Regions from separate parts of the Mus musculus genome. Here region 1 is linked to region 2. The links are chromatin contacts, called in public HiChIP or PLAC-seq maps. All regions are on one chromosome and are shown on one strand. Each heading gives the region's core, a stretch centred on a gene start, on an enhancer-like site or on the middle of the called end of the contact. The rest is flanking DNA. Distances are from core to core; before and after follow the strand shown. Region 1 has its middle 7.6 kb from the start of Gm52283. Region 2 overlaps Spats1 (spermatogenesis associated, serine-rich 1).

Region 1 (3,282 bases), core at 583-3,082, 160 kb before region 2:
CAATTCCCAGCAACCACATGGTGGCTCACAACCATCCATAATGAGATCTGACGCCCTCTTCTGGTGTGTCTGAAGACAACTACAGTGTACTCACATAAATAAAATAAATAAATAGATCTTTTAAAAAAAGATCTATTTATTTTATGTAATATATATCACAGACAAAGAGATCTCCATAAAAACCAAGACTGTGAATGTCAATGTTTGTTGGGCTTTTTTTTTTTTTTTTTAAATATGGACTGCTTCACGAATTTGTGTGTCATCCTTGCGCAGGGCCATGCTAATCTTCTCTGTATCGTTCCAATTTTTTTTTTTTAGTATATGTGCTGCCGAAGTGAGCACGTTTGTTGGGCTTTTATCTATCAGTCTCACTGTGAAAAGGAACACAAAGACCTTTAAAGAGCACTGAACATTGGTTTGCTCTATTTCATTATTCTTTGCTAAGGACACACATGTGTTGGTTCACCTTAAGTGGCCTTGTTGAGCTCAACTTGTGATGACACTGCCACTGTCCTGTGGGGTCCTATTTATATTCCTTCATCACAGATCCTCCCACGTGTTCGCTATATCAAAATATCCTTTCAACCCTGTCTGCTTCAAGAAAACAAGTCTTTAAAGTGTTCACTTTAGCAAGACATGCTCTCATCTATGTGCCCCAACAAAACATCATTCGACAGAACTAACTTTCCAAAGAAACTGGAAGTTTCCACTTCATGTGCTATTTCATCTAACCCAGGAAGCCAGTATGAAATTGTCTAGGAGATTTAGCTATACATAACAAACACGAAGTGGGTCCTGTCTCCACCTCTCTAGCCCTGGGATTGCAGGCAAACACTACACATAGACACACATAATCTCCTAGGTTCAAACTGAAGTTTCCACGTTTGTGCAGCAAGCCCTTTACCACCTGACTGGCTGAGCCCCTCCCCAGCCCCTAGGAACTAGTTCCGTTTTAGGAAGATGAGACGTTTGTCAGCCACAACGGTTGCATGTCTTTCCTCTTGACACTGTCTTTCCACTGGGGTTGGTTAATATCTATCACATAGACATTTGCTCCTTCACTCCGGTAGATCTGTTTTCTCCCAGGCATCTACCACCGAGCCCTGCCTCTCTTCCTCATGACATTTGGCCTATTGGGGTCTTGTGTGTCCTGATTTCGGTAGCTGCAGATCATAACCAAAGGATGGAATGCTTATCTAGTTTCCCCAGGGTTCTGATTCCCCAAGCCCAACACAAAACAAAAACCGCTTAGCATATTCTCGGTAAGACACAGAAAACTGCCTTGAAGTCTGCCTCCCGGGGAAACCACTTCCTGCTCTATCTTCCTCCGGGATCCTGTGGCTCTCTGCCTATGTATTTACTTCTAGGACCTCTGGGGAGCCTGCAGCTCCCTTTTCCTCTCTCCGTGTTTACTCTGCTTCCCAGCGCAGGCCACAGAGTGGGAGTTTCCTGCCTGTTCATCCCCACAGCGGCGTCACTGTCTCTCCTTGACACCCACCTCTCCCGGCCTGGCCTTCAAACTCTGGGTCTCCTGGGGCCTTGGAATCACCTTCCTTCCGGTGTCTGAGTCCCGCTGTCACCTCCCCAAGGACTTCGGGATGCTTCTTTTTGGTTACTGCCACCTACCCAGAGGGATGTCGAAGACTCCCTCAGGCTTTGTTTGTGGCCCCGGCCTTGAGTTCATTAGGCAGTTTTTAAATTCAGTCTGTTCATTACTTGGCTACTCGTCCTTGCTCAGATCCTTTCTTCCTTGAACCCCCCTCCTAAAGCACCCACCCTACCCGTTGAAAGGCATTGCCCGACCTACTTCCTCCTGGAGACCCTGTCTAGGGGCCGCCTCCTTCTCTAGCCACTCCTCTTTCCGCCTCCCCCCTCCCTTCTCTGACCTGCTTTTATGACCTCTGGACAGAAACTTCCCATTTCCTGTTGTGTCTCCCATCCTGACCGTGCATTGAGAGTTTTTCACTGACATTTGGGCCTCACTGGTTTTTAGAGCCCATACCTAGTGAATACTGAATGAGTCTGAGGCTTAGAGGAATGAATGGCTTCAAACTGTCCTGCGCGACCCAGCTCTCCAGCTGGGGCCACCGCAGCCCATTCAGTTTGATGTGCAAACCTCTGTACCACATCTGCCTTGCTCCCAACTTCTTCTGTCACCAAGGTTCCCTGTGAATGTGTTCATTCATCCGTCAAAGGAAAAAAACAAAACAAACACGGAGGTGAGAATTATAAAGGCCTAGAGCTCTGTGCACCTGCAGACAGCAGTGTGATAAACAACCTAGAAGGACTGGGTTTTTCAATGTACTTTTTTTTTTTTTTTTTTCGAGACAGGATTTCTCTGTATAGCTCAGGCTGTCCTGGAACTCACTTTGTAGACCAGACTGGCCTCGAACTCAGAAATCCGCCTGCCTCTGCCTCCCAGGTACTGGGATTAAAGGTATGCGCCACCACACCTGGCTCAATGTACTTTTTAAAACTTATTTTATTTTATTTTATTTTATTTTATTTTATTTTATTTTATTTTATTCTGCTTGGGAATATGCCTGTGTTGCTGTGTGCCTATGCAGGTTGTCTTACAACTTGTGTGGAGTTAGACCTTTTATTCAGTTTCCAGTGAACTCCGGCCAGCAGGCTTGCAAGCATCTTTACTTACTGTGCCATCTTGACAGCCCAGATAGTGTCTTGTTGTTGTTGTTGTTGCTGTTGTTGTTGTTGTATTTGAGAAAGGCTCTCATGGAGCCCAGGCTGGTCTCCAACTCACTAAGCAGCAGAGAAGAATCTTGAACTCCTGCTCCCCCGTCTGTACCTCCTAAGAGCTGGGGTTGGGGACATGGTCCACCATACCTAACCACATAAGAACGTTCCTACTGTTACGTTTTCTACACTAGGTTCTGCCCTGTCTGATCAGTTACATTTCACAGAAAGGTAAACTGAACTACTGACTGCTTTGCGGAAGATTCCATTCAGTAACAGATGAGCTGAGATTGGACCTGCACAGTTAGATCTGTCAACTTAATCACACCTGGTTTTGCTGGTTGCTGTTTTGTTTTGCTCAGTTTTAGTTTTGTTTCTTCTTTGTTGTGTTTGCTTAGACACTCCAGGTCCGGCATTGGATTCCCAATGTAGTGGAGCATGACCTTGAACTTCTGACCCTCTTGCTTCTACCTCCCAGGGCTGGAGTTACAGGGAATTGGACCTAGGGTTTCCTACACGCTAAGTGATCAACTCTAGCAACCCAGCTACAACCCCACTCCCTGTTTTGAAACTTTTATGACTTCACTC
Region 2 (3,277 bases), core at 517-3,016:
AAGACATAGAGACAACTCACACTGTGTGTCCACATTCAGGAAATGGAGAGGGAGAGAGAGACAAAGAGACAGAGAGAGATAGACAGAGACACACACACAGACAGACAGAAGGACAGAGAAACACAGAGAGAGACAGACAGAGAGACAGAGATAGGCAGAGAGAGATAGGGAGAAACAGAGACACACAGAGAGACAGATAGAGGGACAGACAGAGGGACAGAGACAGATACGTTGGAGTCACAGAGACAGATTGACAGACACACATAGAGGAGACAGAAAGAAAGCTACAGATAGTTAGGTAGATAGGTAGGTAGATATATAGGTAGATATATAGATAGATGGATGGATGGATGGATGGATAGATAAGTAGTTAGGTAGATATACAGATAGATAGATGGATGGATGGATAGATTGATAGATAGGATGGCTGATGTTCAGCTTGCTTCTCTTTATTCAACCCAGGATTCTGTCTACATACCAGCCTTTCTACCTCAGTAAACCTAATCTAGAAGCCCTCACTGGTATGCTCAGAGATGTGTCCTAGGTGAATTGAGATCCCCTCAGTTGAGCCCATTGACCTCTCTGTGTAGGTCTGTGTCAGCATACAGCAGCATTCAGAGAAGAGTGAAGCAACCCAGTGACGCATTTCTCAAGTCATCCAGTGACACGCTAGAACAGCCGAGTTGCAGTATGCAGAGCATGTCCTCTCTAGTTGCATGGGTCCCAGACCTTCCCCTGTAACAGTGCTTCAGGCCTGTGTGGCTGTTCGCATTTGCTGTTTTTCTCGTCCTAAAGGACTGATGGTTTTTATTTCATGTATGAGTGTTTGTTTGCATCAGGTTGCCCAGAACTGGAGTTACAGATGGAAATGAAGTTACAGAGAGACTCAAGTCCTCCACACAAGCACTCGCAGTCAGGAAGCGGAGTGCAGGGAGCACCCCAAGCCCCCAGGCCTCCCATCAGAACACACCCCAAGCCCCCGGGCCTCCCATCAGAACACACCCCAAGCCCCCAGGCCTCTCATCAGAACACACCCCAAGCCCCCGGGCTTCCCATCAGAACACACCCCAAGCCCCCGGGCTTCCCATCAGAACACACCCCAAGCCCCCGGGCCTCCCATCAGAACACACCCCAAGCCCCCGGGCTTCCTATCAGAACACACCCCAAGCCCCCGGGCCTCCCATCTGACCTCTGCTCTTCGCTGGCTACCCAGGGGCTTCTCCTGCAGCTCTAGAACGACTGGATTCTTTTGTTGTTTAGTCACTTTAACTAGTTTTATAAGGACAGTTTCAAATGAACTGGGCACCCAAAGGGCCAGTATCTAGCCTGAGGAAGCACAGTGGTTTCCCTTCTTTGGTGGCTGTGTGTCCACAGGTCGCTGTGGTGCACCACACATGTGGGGCCAGGACCATGCTGCACCCAGATAGGCTGCCAGAACTGATCTATAGTGCGCATCCCCCCTCTCCCCACAGCCACTGGAGGGACGGCTGATCACAGGGAGGATGTTAGGACCCTTCCCAGCCTCTGTAGCATGTGTGAGCCTGTAACTTTGGTGAGTTCTGAAAGGGAAGGAAAACTACAACTGAGCAGCTTCTTGAATAACTTTCCTCCTCTTCCTCCCGTGCCTAGTTTCCCTGAGTTTGATGCTACCCCTGATGCAGAACCAAGGGCTTTTATGCACGGAGAAAGTCTCCAGTTTAGCTGGGTGTGGTGGTGCATACCTACAGTTAGGAGGCTGAAGATCAAGAGATCGAGGCTGGGGGCTGGGAAGATGGCTCAGTAGGTAAAGCTTACCTCACAAGCATGAGCATCTGAGTATAGACCCCAGCACCATGTAAGAAACGGTAGGCACGAGAGTATGTGCCCATAATCCCAGTGACGTCAGGGGTAAGAAGATCCCAGCGATCAAGTCAAATGAGTGAGCTCTTGGTCCAGTGTGAGATCCTGTCTCAAAAAGTAAGATGGACAGGGATGCAGAGGTAGTATGGCTGTTAAGAGCACTGATTGCTCTTCCAGAGGGCACAGGTTTTATTCCCAGTACCCACATGGTGGCTAACAGCTTAACTCCAGTTCCAGGGGAGTCAGTGCCCTTCTCTGACTTCCATGGGCACCAGGCAGACACATGGTACACAGACATACAAGCAGGCAAAGCACCCAAACATACAGAAGCAAAAGTAATTGTTTTAAAATAGGTGAAAAAGCAATTGAAGAAGACATTGATGCTGATTTTTGCTACATAATCCTACACTCACACATATGTACCTACCTGAACATACATGTATATACAGACGTGCACACACCTCACAAAAGTTCAGTCTAGCCTGGACTACATAGTGAAACTGCATACATGGTCAGGAGCACTGGCTGTTTTCCTTGAGGACCTGGGTTTCGTTCCTGGCACTGACATGGTGGTTCATAACCACCTGTAACTCCATGTCCAGGAAGACCCAAGGCCCTCTTCCGGCCTCTGTGGGTACTGCATGCATGTGTGGCGGACATGTGTACTTGCAGACAAAGGCTCATACACATTTTTTAAAAAAGTTTATGTGGGTTGGTGAGATGACTCAGCGGTTAAGAGGGCTGACTGCTCTTCCAGAGGTCTTGAGTTCAATCCCCAGCAACCACATGGTGGCTCACAACCATCTGTAATGGGATCTGATGCCCTCTTCCGCTGTGTCTGAAGAGAGTGACACTGTACTCATATACATAAAATAAATAAAATAAATCTAAAGAAAAAAATGTGTGTATGTGAGAGGGCTGTAAGCCGATAGGGCCTGAGGAGGGGTGGGTTTAACAGCTTGTCATCTAATTGTCTTGAGGGCCTGGAGCAGCGCTAACAGAAGGGTTTCTGATGTCTTGCAGAAGATGGGCAGCGTCCTGAGTGGACATTTTATCCAAGGTTCAGCAGCAACATCCACACCTACCACATTGGAAAGCAGTGCTTCTTCAATGGGGTCTTCCGGGGCAACAGGAGGTCTGTGGCAGAGAGGACAGTGGACAACAGCCTCGGGAAGAAGAAATACGGTAGTGTGTTTCCTCCATCAAAGGTGGAAAAAAAAAGAAAAGAAAAGAAAGAAAGAAAGAAAGAAAGAAAGAAAGAAAGAAAGAAAGAAAGCAAGCAAGTCCCAGCTGTGGAGCCTGCTTTCTCTGGCTGGGAACAGCTCTGCAGGGCCATCCTGTTTTCCCACAGTGCAGCCAGGAAGACAGGAAGGCAGAGAGCCTCGTTCCAGGTGGCAGGTTTTGATAAAGGGCCCAGAATGCATGCTGGTCCACTTTT

The links. HiChIP or PLAC-seq counts read pairs in DNA pulled down with a chosen protein or histone mark.
Region 1: an H3K27ac HiChIP or PLAC-seq map of embryonic stem cells shows a contact between it and region 2, with 13 read pairs. The contact joins two enhancer-like sites. A contact is called at or near these places in 1 of 39 promoter capture datasets (liver), 1 of 484 Hi-C or Micro-C datasets (embryonic stem cells) and 6 of 115 datasets of contacts at active chromatin or transcription factors (all in embryonic stem cells).

Annotation. Positions count from the first base shown.
Region 1 is chr17:45,617,706-45,620,987 of GRCm38.p6, reverse strand. It overlaps the pseudogene Gm25008. Among named protein-coding and RNA genes, the nearest start is that of Gm52283, 7.6 kb to the left of the region's middle. Within about 2 kb of position 1,832, at least 176 of the 459 cell types and tissues checked have an H3K27ac peak or open chromatin away from gene starts, as enhancers often do. A contact at or near this core is called in embryonic stem cells, where this site is marked.
Region 2 is chr17:45,456,905-45,460,181 of GRCm38.p6, reverse strand. It overlaps Spats1 (spermatogenesis associated, serine-rich 1), which reads left to right. Exons shown (of 8, transcript NM_027649.3): 4 at 2,863-3,024. Among named protein-coding and RNA genes, the nearest start is that of Spats1, 16 kb to the left of the region's middle. Within about 2 kb of position 1,766, at least 13 of the 459 cell types and tissues checked have an H3K27ac peak or open chromatin away from gene starts, as enhancers often do. A contact at or near this core is called in embryonic stem cells, where this site is marked.